Regions from separate parts of the Mus musculus genome. Here all the other regions are linked to region 1. Evidence: chromatin contacts called from public Hi-C data. All regions are on one chromosome and are shown on one strand. Each heading gives the region's core, a stretch centred on a gene start, on an enhancer-like site or on the middle of the called end of the contact. The rest is flanking DNA. Distances are from core to core; before and after follow the strand shown.

The links. A called contact is a pair of places that touch in the nucleus more often than the background predicts.
Region 2: a Hi-C map of nephron progenitors shows a contact between it and region 1, with 2.0 times the contacts expected there. The contact joins two enhancer-like sites. A contact is called at or near these places in 10 of 484 Hi-C or Micro-C datasets (the C2C12 cell line, the MC3T3-E1 cell line, the N1E-115 cell line and 5 more) and 12 of 115 datasets of contacts at active chromatin or transcription factors (embryonic basal ganglia, embryonic hindbrain, embryonic limb bud and 7 more).
Region 3: a contact with region 1 is called in a Hi-C map of nephron progenitors, with 1.9 times the contacts expected there. The contact joins two enhancer-like sites. A contact is called at or near these places in 3 of 15 datasets of contacts at CTCF or cohesin (CD8 T cells, the G1E-ER4 cell line and pro-B cells), 30 of 484 Hi-C or Micro-C datasets (the G1E-ER4 cell line, the NIH/3T3 cell line, Sertoli cells and 17 more) and 10 of 115 datasets of contacts at active chromatin or transcription factors (embryonic basal ganglia, embryonic hindbrain, embryonic limb bud and 6 more).

What each region holds. Positions count from the first base shown.
Region 1 is chr10:111,526,533-111,530,219 of GRCm38.p6, reverse strand. No RefSeq gene overlaps it. Among named protein-coding and RNA genes, the nearest start is that of Phlda1, 22 kb to the right of the region's middle. Within about 2 kb of position 1,744, at least 35 of the 459 cell types and tissues checked have an H3K27ac peak or open chromatin away from gene starts, as enhancers often do. A contact at or near this core is called in nephron progenitors, where this site is marked.
Region 2 is chr10:111,688,326-111,692,012 of GRCm38.p6, reverse strand. Gm30624 (a long non-coding RNA gene) reads right to left here. Exons shown (of 6, transcript XR_001779641.2): 2 at 3,566-3,679. Among named protein-coding and RNA genes, the nearest start is that of Gm30624, 5.1 kb to the right of the region's middle. Within about 2 kb of position 2,137, at least 34 of the 459 cell types and tissues checked have an H3K27ac peak or open chromatin away from gene starts, as enhancers often do. A contact at or near this core is called in nephron progenitors, where this site is marked.
Region 3 is chr10:111,656,724-111,660,410 of GRCm38.p6, reverse strand. No RefSeq gene overlaps it. Among named protein-coding and RNA genes, the nearest start is that of Gm40763, 22 kb to the right of the region's middle. Within about 2 kb of position 1,765, at least 26 of the 459 cell types and tissues checked have an H3K27ac peak or open chromatin away from gene starts, as enhancers often do. A contact at or near this core is called in nephron progenitors, where this site is marked.

The DNA.
Region 1 (3,687 bases), core at 495-2,994:
TCAGATTGCTGCAATTTGTCCTTTCCTAGGAAATCATCAGAGAAGCCAGTTCCTAGTATTTCCTTGCATACCAGAGACAAACACCTTCATCTTTAGGAAGGGCAGAGAACCAGTCGCCAGCAAGCCAACATGAGTTACTCCTGAAGTTCTCAAGGACAACGAGGCACTTGAGAAATTCTTGGTGATGGCGGATGGTGAGATAGTCAAGATTATTGCCACAAAGTACTATGGGATGGAATACGTTAAAGATACAAGGGTAAGCCCTGGGCCATAGCCAAAGTCTTGGTGCAAAGCAAGAGATATGCAGATGTCTGTGAAATCCTGTTCTTAGCTTCAAGGAGTTTATTCCTAGCTGGGATGGCAAGGCCGAGCAAAGGAACAAAGGCCAGTCAGACAGAGTGAGTGGTGAGTGAACGGGAACCCCAGGACAAATGAAATTCCCGAAGTGCAGGATAAGCTATGAGGGTCCAGAAGGCTTCGTGGAGACTGCAGGAAGTAGAATTATTTCAGAACAAGTGTGGTATGGTTTGACTGGTTAGTGCCTCCCAGAGTCATTTTCTATGCATGCTCTACCACTACGGAGCAACACTCTCAGGATCCGGTATCCGACTATAGCAACAGAAACAGCCAAAGCAAAAACAAACCTAAACTTTGTTGGAATCCATGGACTCTCACTAAGTCTGAGATGTTACCCAGACCATCGGTCTCGCTCCCATGACTAACTGCATGCAATCAAACTTTCTGTATCTAGTACCCAGTAAATGTCCTCAGGACTATAGCTAATGACCTTGTCATTTCTCTCGTAATGTAGACATAATTATATCAGTTGAACCTTTCATACTGAGCTAATTTTAGACTTATGTGAGTCACACACACACACAAAATGCTAATGTCCTTCTGTCTCTCACCTTGCTTCCCCTGAGGTACATAGCCCAGCACAGTCATCAGAGGCAGGGACTTAATATCTGCACATCACCATGGACGACAAAGCAGATCTTCAGAAGTCACAGTTTTCTACAGACGTCCTCTGTCCCACCTAGGATCCCATATTGTGTTTATAGGACCCTTAATCTCCTCCTGTGTATGTGTCCTTAGTGTCCCTGCTTAACACTTGAATAGCACTGTTATTATCAGATGTTCCCCAGGTGAGGTGCGCCTGTTTCCCCATGGCTAGAACTAGCATGTGTTGGGGGAGACGCACAGCAGAGATACACACTTCTCTGTGTTACACTGGCTCCATTTTCATTTTTCTTTCTTCTTTTTCTTTATGGGGGCAGGGGGGTGGGATGCAGGGCTGAGTGTTGTTGAAACAAGGTTTCTCTGTGCAACCAACCCTGCCTGGGATTAAAGGCACCACCTGGAAGTTCTAGTTTCAAGATGAAGATTCTAAGTTCCTCCGAAGCAAGCAACAGCAACACTGGCGTGAGCAATCAAACCTGCCTTTCATGGCCGTTCGCTGCCTTTGCACTGGAGCGGGACAAGAAAGCATTTAAAATGGTATTCTGTGGCAGCCGGCGTGGGAGGCCACGCAATGTCAAACAGACAAGTTGGGGCTCTCTTCTGTGGGAATCGGGTCATTAGTTAAAAGATGTAGAGCCAGGGATTAAGAATTCAAAAAGCAATGTTTGGAGGTGATTAACCTGGCCACCAACTTAAAAACGGGCTGGAAAAGGGAAGGGCTGGGGTAGAGGAAACCAGTCAGACTCTAATGAGACAGAGTAAAGATGAGGTAATGGGGGCCAGGTTTCCTCCGGGTGTGGCCAAGGGAGCAGCCACACGGAAACCAACAGTAGGTAGGGTCTGTCTGTCTCTCTGTCTATGTGGGCAGGTATCATTCTGTCTGTCTGTCTCTCTCTGTGTAGTGTATGCCTGTCTGTGTCTGTCTGTGTCTGTCTGTGTGTCTTGTCTGTCTGTCTGTCTGTCTGTCTGTGTATGGATGGATGGGTGTATTGGTTTTTTATTTGGTTTGGTTTTCTGTTTTTTTTTTGTTTTTTTTTTTTAAGGCTGAACATCTATGTAGCCATGGCTGTCGGAGTGAAACTCACTCTGTAGACCAGGCTGGCCTTGAACTCAGAAATCTGCCTGCCTCTACCTCCCAAGTGCTAGGATTAAAAGCATGCACCACCACCCCCTGGCACAACATTAAGCACAACATTAGGATTTTTTGAAAAGAAGATATTTGTGTTACACTAGACCTCCAATGACCCAGAATCTCTGCGGTCAGGTTCAAGTATTGATATTTTGAATATGTACCCTGTCTCACTCAGCATATTAATTAAGTGTAATCAGATCTTGGTGTCAGTGAGGCTACAGTGTAAGGTCTCATCTCAAGCACTCTAGTTCCGTATGTAAGATTACGTACGTAACGTTTGCACATAGCACACCCATAACTTCCAATATCCTTGAGATCAACCCTGCTCTCCTTGTGACTCATAGCACAGCACAGTGCCACCCTTGTGCTCTATTGTACTGGTTAGAAACAATGACGAGGGAAAAAAAATGTGTACATGGTCAGAACAGGAATTTTATCCCAAATATTCTCAAGCCACGGCTATTTGAACCAATTGATGCAGACATGGAATGTTGATATAACTACAAACAGAAGAAAACAGATGGTCCAGGAAGTCAAGAACTGGACCGTTTCTGTTAAGGACCTAATACTTTAATTTTTAATTTAATTTTAATAACTTGGCTCTGTAGTCTCTGTTGCCAAGAGAAGTTATATAATTTGGAGGTCCCAATGCAGAAAGAATCAATGGAAGGAAGAAGTGGAAATCTTTAGCCAAAATTACTAAAAATTTAAAGACAGGAGAACATTGTAGCAAGCATGGTCCTTTTGAAACTGCATCTGCGGACCTGCACAGATCATGCTGGGTAGCCAGGCCTGTTGGCTTCACCTGACTGGCTGGCTCTGCCACGATAGTGCAGAAATAGCCATAGACAAGAAAATGGATAAGTAGGTTGTGGGCGGGTTCAAGCCTGGACTGTTGTGTGCCAATCCCTCAGGTCGACCATCTGTTAGCAATGTGGGCGTGTTCCTTACTGTACAGAAAGAAGGGGAGGCTAATATGTAACAGAAGGAGGGGGAGGCTCTACAAAACCAGCTTGTCATCTCCCAGATAAACCCAACTCACTATCTAGCTAAAGAAATCTTTAAATAAAAATTCTGGGGGTGTTATTGTTGTTGTCTATAAGACAGGGTCTTATGTAGCTCAAGCTGGCCTCAGATTTGTTATGTAGCCAAGAATGACCTTGAATTCCCGATCCCCCTGCCTCCGCACTCCAAGTGCTAAGAATGCATGTGTGCACTACCATGCCTGGGCTATAAAATTGATATCCATACTTAGTGCAAGCAAATGGCTGGGCGGTATTGAAGGGAGACAGAAACAGGGGCATTAGACATCAAAGGAACCTCCCACACCTGCGAAAGTCTCGCTCCCGAGTCATCAGCTGCAAAACACAACCTAGCTAAAAATCTACTTCAAAGAAATCTTAGCCTACCAAATTCCATGGGATCATATGAAAAGTAAAGACAGTTTGGGGTGTTTGGGAGATGAAGCAGCATCCAGCTAGCCATATCAGTTAGCTTTCCCCTCAGCAATACCCGTCCCATGCAGTGTCTTCTCCCGTGTCTGACGTCGCTGTCATTGTCTCTGACTCTAGCCTCAGCCTGTCTCTACATGAATA
Region 2 (3,687 bases), core at 888-3,387, 160 kb before region 1:
TTGCCTCAAGAAGACTTGGTCACATGCTTCAACAATGCAAGGAATCAACAAGCTAGACATTACAAAGATTTTGAAGCCAAACATTTTGCTAGACCATATGAAACCATATTGAACATAGTCATTCATACTCATGTTGATTCAGATGACAAAATCAACCACACATTGCCTTGTGTCTTGTGGGGGTAGCAAGTGTTCACCAGTTCTGGGCCTTTCCAGATGTTTCTAGTACTTCCTCTCTGTGTATGTGTACCTGGCTCACCCACCGGTATGCAGCCAGGTTATGATAAATATTAACAACAGCTGTTCTCCTTGGCATTTTTTTTGGTCTCTTCTACTATGTAACATCTTTCAGTTCTCTGAGACACAGTAGCTCTGCATTCTTCAAATAGCACAATAGAGGTCCAGTCAAGTCTGAGCAAGCCTGTTAAATTCTGAGCATCACTGTCAGTCAGAATCGTAATACTTATATAAATACCCTTTGACCCTTCATAGTTTTCTCTTCTGCCATGAAGTTTTATGGTACTTGTTAAGGTCCTCCATGTGTCTTTAAACACTACCTCAGAAATCCATGGGCACCCTGCACATCATTCAGTGTCATACTTATTACCACACATTTTCCCAAGTAACTCATCTTAAAGGTCTTATTTTGAAAAAGGTCTGCATCCTGTGCCCTGCAAGAGGAAGCTGAGCTGTGAGTGGTGTGTTTCAGAGGTGACTTTCTGTCCTCCTTGTTGACCTCAAGCTGCCTCATCACTTTGTGATACCTGGACAGGGCACTGGTTCCCAAAAGTACACAGGACTGACAACCTGAGCCAAGAAGGCAGACATGTTTCTAAGAGAGTGGGCTTAAATCAGGGAGAACCGTTCTTCTGCTTCCGAGTCACGCAACCATGGACAACTCAACTCCTTTGACCCTTAGGTTTAGAGTCTTTAAAATGGCATGTTTATATACCTGCCTTATAGGGAAGAGTTAAATGATGCTTGTAATGCATGAAGCATGGGCCCCCAGAAAGAACAACAACTCGTCTTACTTATTACATTATATACTCCGTGAGCTTGTACCTGGGGAGGGAGAAGAGGAAGATAGATGTCCTTGTATCCTCAACTTTTCCTTCTGCAAAAGGGGTTTTTCCTTTTTGCTTGTTTTTAGAGCTACTGGCACAGTTGAAAATGTACAAGTATAAGCAAATACAAAATAAAACTCAAGTCCCCACATCACTTCCTGCAAGCTCCTTGGGTGCTCCTCGTCTTGCCATTGCTTTCTCAACTAACCTCACTTTGGGAGAACTGTTCCCTTTGCTCTTCTCTCCTCTTTGGGAGAAATACTCTAGTGTATTCTATCTGAGCATGCTCCTTCAGCTCTCAGTTCAGCCGGTGTAAAGTCAGCTGGATGAATTCAACTTTCTCAGTCTCTGAGAGGGTCTCATTATTAAATGCCTCTGTAGCATTCAGACCTGAAGGCCACTTTGCATGGTATTCCATCACAAGTCCAACAAGGGATAACAGCTAGGACTTCCTGAGGGTTCAATTAGCTGAAACATCTTCCAAAAGAAAGTGAGAAAAAGACCATCGCAAAACCAAATGCAGCGTCCTACCTCGAAAAACTAAAACAAGAGATGGTCAATCTTCAGAAATGTATGTCAGCAATATAACTTACAACTCATGGTCCAGAAGTGACCTGTGTGACCAGAGGGATGAGACCCTTGGCCAATGAGACCAAACGGATCAGTGTTCTTGTTTGTCTGAGGTGGCAAAGGAAAGTCAGACAGATCTTTGGAGAACAAAGAGAGGAATTTAGACCCTTACTGAAAAATCCAGCTCTAAATTACTCCTTAGTTTATGGCTTTGAATCTTACCCCAAGTCACCCTTGAAATACTTGGGAGGTCAGCTGGGGAGAAAGACATACAAAAGTTTTGAAAAAAAAGAACAACTAGGATCCATAACTCTGATCTTGTCCTGTGATAAGCTCATGTTCCAGGGCATGGGCTATAGTTCTTTCCAAAGTCTGCAGTTCTGAACTAAACACGGTCAGATAATTGCTTGGCTAGTAACCCACACCAAATCCCCACACTCCACAGTGATTCATTCTAAAAATCTCGCTCAGAAACAAGCCCCAGCTCGGAGCACGGTGGGGGAGGGCCTTCCACACTGACTCTCTTAGATGGAGAGAAGGGGATGCTTCCCAGCTGCTCGCCACTGGGCAGAACCTCGGGGTGAGCTCATATTTGGAAACAGGAGATGAACGGATAGCAAAGATTAATGAGGTTCTGGAACAGCAAGTTTAAACAGTTGTGCTCGTGAACCCGATGTGATTACAAACCAAGCAAAACTAGGAGACTATGTGGCTGGCTTACTCTTCTGTATTGGGCCACCCTAAAACAGCTGCATCTTGCTGCTTTCCTGGCTATCCCCGGACAGTGATGGTTTACAAGCTCAAGTCTCAGTTTAGATACTTCTTCCCCCCACCCCCCAAATCGGTATTTACTTGTCAATTTTGATATTATAATATAATTATGTTTCTTCCTTCCCTCTCCTTGCACCAAACTCTAACATACACTCCTCTCCACTCTTTCTTCAAATTCATGGCCTCTTCTTAGAAGGAAGAGAGAGAGGAGGAGACATTCAATGAGATATCCAGGGCTGAAGGAGGACATGTTGTCCTGTCGTTTAAAAATCTTCTAATCTCTTCTTTCCCTGAAATTACTTAGTAATGGCATATATCTGACATGATCCAATTTGTAAGATACTGCCTCAATGGAACTTTGCCAATACAGCTTAATCCTAGCAAGGTAGAGAAACTTGAGTCTGGAACAGCAGCAATGAGCAACCTGGAGCTTTGTGACGCAAGGGACTCAGCCTGAGCACTAGAGCTTAGAGCTTGAAAGGCAGCATAAAATGTTCATACTGGCTTTTTTCTTTTAAACAGTGTGTTCTCCATTGCCCATGACTCCCACTATAAAATGTGGCAAAACAACTGCCCATTTGGGGTTGTAGAGATGGCTCAGTGGTTAAAAACACTTACTGCTATTGCAGAGGACCAAAGTTCAGTTCCTGGAGTCCACATTAGCAAGCCAACAATTGCCTATATCTCCAGTCCTAGAGGACTGCATAAACATGTATATATATAAGCTCACACAAACCCAAACATATATATATATATATATAGTAGCTTTGCAAATGGTCTATATTTGCTTGTACATCTACTGGGCAAAAAACAAAACAAAGCAAAACCCTTTTGTAATGGAAACTTGCTAAGAGAACTTAGGTTAAACTATGGTACAAAATATGTTTTGATCTCAACAACCAATAGTTTAAGATCCAATTCAAAATGGAAGAAGACCACAGAAGAGGCTCATTCTTCAGGCTGAGTTATATGCAAGGTCAAAAGAACTAGTCTAATTTGGAAAACCAAGCCAGGTATAGCCTCAAACCACCCTTAAAAGTCAAGAGAGAATTAATCACCAAATGATGGTACCAAGGTTCTGTTAGGGCCACTTCCGAGAGAGTAACAAAACTCCCCCCCCCCCCCCAGGCTATGGCAAACAGAAAAGAGCCTTGCCCCACCTGTATTCTTGCAAAGACACAGTGCCTTTCTAGGATGCTCTACAGGCAAGAATGACCATGAACCTCCACACGCCTCGATCAGTTTGTGCTGTCAGTGCTTACTTCTGTTTGGGCCTGGAATA
Region 3 (3,687 bases), core at 516-3,015, 130 kb before region 1:
GACAATAACTAAACACTAAGCAAACCCAGGGGCCGCTCCTGAGGCCTCTGCTCCAAGCAAGGAAGAACAGCAGGCAGCAGGTACCATGATGTTCCAGCAGCAACTTCCACGTGAGAAGATGTTGCTCCTCAAAGTAGCTAGCCACCCTGAAATGTCTGTGGGGTTAACATAGTACATCTATCTTTTTTATTCCATAGTGGGATTTGGGTTTGTCATGTTCAACTTCTTATTTATGAGACTCTGATTAAAGAATTCCATTAACCTCACCATCATTCATTTACTCTGTGGGTTCCCAGACAGTGGTGACCAGGGTTGGGAACCAGGTAGAGGCAATGTCCCTGGGTTACCAGAAGTAGTGCACGCTAGGGTCTCCTTTCTCTCTGAATCCATCAGTAAATGACTCTCAACAGAATCAGGTTTCCTTGTCACGTCTCTCAAAGAAATTTTATTTTGTTATCTAGAAAATTTTCTTAAAAGAAACATCTCCATTTTTAAAGCAACCAGATCCAAGACACAGCTCTATGCGCTCATCCAATGGAATCCATTCCCTCCCTCGACTCTCTCCACATACCAGAGGGCCAGCCTCTCCTGGGATCATCGTTTACTTCAACATCTTAGTATAAGTCTTTAAAACCACTTCTGAATCCTAACATGCCAGCTGTTTATCTACTCTCTTTAAGCTCCATCTTGGAGTCAGAAACCTAAATGCCCTTCACGAGACAGCTTGCTTTGTGCAGAGTGTCGGCTGGAAAAGTTACAATCAGCAGGAAACGAAAACAACCAGTGTGGCTTTTGGTTTTATCCATTTGGGTGACATTTTGGAAATGGAGCACTGAGGCCAAACCAAATCCCAGATTTCATTCTGACCAAAAATCCAAAAGGACAAACTTCATGAGGAACATTGAAAGCTCAGTTGTCCCCGGCTACAGCTGAAGGAGAAGCTTGGATTAAAACTGGCAGCGATTTACTTCCTACAAACATGCTTTGTTCCTGGCTAACTTGTCAGCTCATAAGGAAAAAGAAAGAAAGAAAGAAAGAAAGAAAGAAAGAAAGAAAGGAAGGAAGGAAGGAAGGAAGGAAGGAAGGAAGGAAGGAAGGAAGGAAGGAAGGAAGGAAGGAAAGAAAGAAAGAAAGAAAGAAAGAAAGAAAGAAAGAAAGAAAGAAAGAAAGAAAGAAAGAGAAAGAAGAGAAAAAGGAAAAAGCCCGTCTCTGCCGTCTCTGTTCAAGCAGCTGTCTGATTCACCACGCTGAATCCTTTCATGGCTGTCAGTACAAATGTGTTACAGAGAATTGATCCAAGACCTTTGCCTGAAAACCCTGGCACAGAGCACGAGCCTCTCCGATTTCCTACCGTGTCTTTCTCCTAATTCGATGACTTGCATTTTCAGGAAATGGCTATAGAAAATGTCATGTTTATCACGGAATTCCCTTCATTATTCTGCTTCCCAGAACCCTGGGGGTGGGGGTGGGGACAGAGCAGACCCACAGGCACAATAGAGGTGCTCTCTTCAGTTTCCAGTTTTCCTTCTCTATTTCGCCTTGAGCATCTTCTGGGCTAATTTGATATCTTTAAACTTGAAGTATTTGCTGAGTGAGTTGAGCAAGGTTCAGTGGCCACCCTGAGTTGAGTTGCTGGAGAGAGCTCAAATCAAAATAACAGCAAATCACTTTGTAACTACAAAGCTGCCTGCCGGTGAGTACACCCGGTATCATTCCCGAGAAGCTAGTAAATAAGTTGCCGATGTAGTGGAGACGCCTTGTTATTTCCGGGATTGTTCAGAGAGCCATGGATTCACCATGGAAAGTAGTGTAATGGCACCCTGCAGACTGGGCAGTGTGCAGCAGACAGACACTTTACTGACATCCACGTTCCACTTCTCACCTGGAATACCGCATTTCTCGTCCCCCACTCCGTACGTCTTTCCTGAGAAGTAGTATCCACCCAAACTGCTCTTAGAAACTGCAGTGTGAATCTGCAGTGTGAAACTGCAGTATCTCTGCCCTCCTAGAAAGGAGATTGTGGAAGTTCTGAACAAGTAGACATGATTCTCAGTTCTGACATATATTCCCCCAAATGACCTGGCATTTGTCACTGTGTCAATCACCAGTTCTGAGCTTCCTTTCCTAGGCTACCAGACTAGGGCTGGGATACCCTCCTCACAATTGGGAGATTTTCAGGGACCCTTCCCACCCGAGTTCTTCTTGGTGCAAAGTGAGATCAGTGAATAGCGAAACACAGCATTTGTTTAATCCAGGAGCATCCAACCTACAGCCCAAGGGCTTCATGTGGCCACACAGGACAAAGGACAGACATAGATGCAGCCCAAGGCAAAAGTATAAACTTACACAAAATGTTGGGAGATTTTTTTGTTCTTGTTGTAACTTTATTGCACAGTTCAGAAGCAAGAACTTTGTAGGTGGTGCCGTCATGCTATAGTGTAAAAAGATGGAAATGCCTACAACGTTAGACTATTGGATCAAAGTCTTAGATATCACTCCTGACATAGAAAAGTGTAGAAAAAATATCTCAGAGAGGACACACACAGACACACACATGCACACGCATGCACACATACATATACACGCATACACACACATGCACACACACATACATACACACACATGCACACACACATGCACACATACACACACATACACATACATGCACACACACACACACACACACATGCACACACACACACTCAAATCAGTACTGGCACATACAGAATAGTAAGCATGGTTCTATAGCTGTTACAGATCAAATACAATCTTCTCAGAAGTCCTGTATGAAATCTCTTTTTGTTTGTTTGTTTTTGTTTTGTTTTGTTTTTTCAAGACAGGGTTTCTCTGTAGCCCTAGCTGTCCTGGAACTCACTTTGTACACCAGGCTGGCATTGAGCTCAGAAATCCGCCTGCCTCTGCCTCTGCCTCTGCCTCCCAAGTGCTGGGATTAAAGGCGTGCGCCACCACGCCCGGCTGAACTCTCATTTTCTAGTGCCTCAGATCATGATTGTATTTGAAAAATCCTTAAAGAGGTAATGAAGGTTAAACAAAGTCATTATGATGGGCCCAAATTCAACATCACTGGAGTCTTTATACAAAGAGACCAGAACACCTACTTAGAGTAAAGACAGACATATATCTATTGTTAATCCTGAGATTCTCATGAGAAGAGCCAGTTTCACCATCTGGACCCATCTGAAACAAACTTTAATTAAATATTGACCAGGATGGGTGTTGGTCAAGACTACTCCCTGGAATTTCTAGCTGAGTAGCCCTGAGACACATTTTACAGGGATTTATAAAGGCAAACCAATAGTCTGCCATATTTTCCCATGAGGATTTGATATTTTCCAAGAACTACAACCCCCAGCATTCTAGAAGTTACCTGGTCCTTCAGTGGGTTAACTTTGGATCTTACACTGTATACTAAGGCAAAGGGCCTCAGAGGAAACCAACCCAGCTGACACTGGTATCTTGGATTTGCAGCATCCAAATTCAAGAAAAAGTTTCTATTTTTTTAAATAGAGTTTCTATTGTTTAAGCCACACAGACTCTGGTGCTGTGGTGTTTCCAGCAGACCAACACAACAGCCATTGATGTCCCTGTCCTCAAAAACTGTTCATCCCCAAACATAGGTGTAACTTAGGATTTAAGAGACTTTATTTGCTGGCTTAATGCAAACAA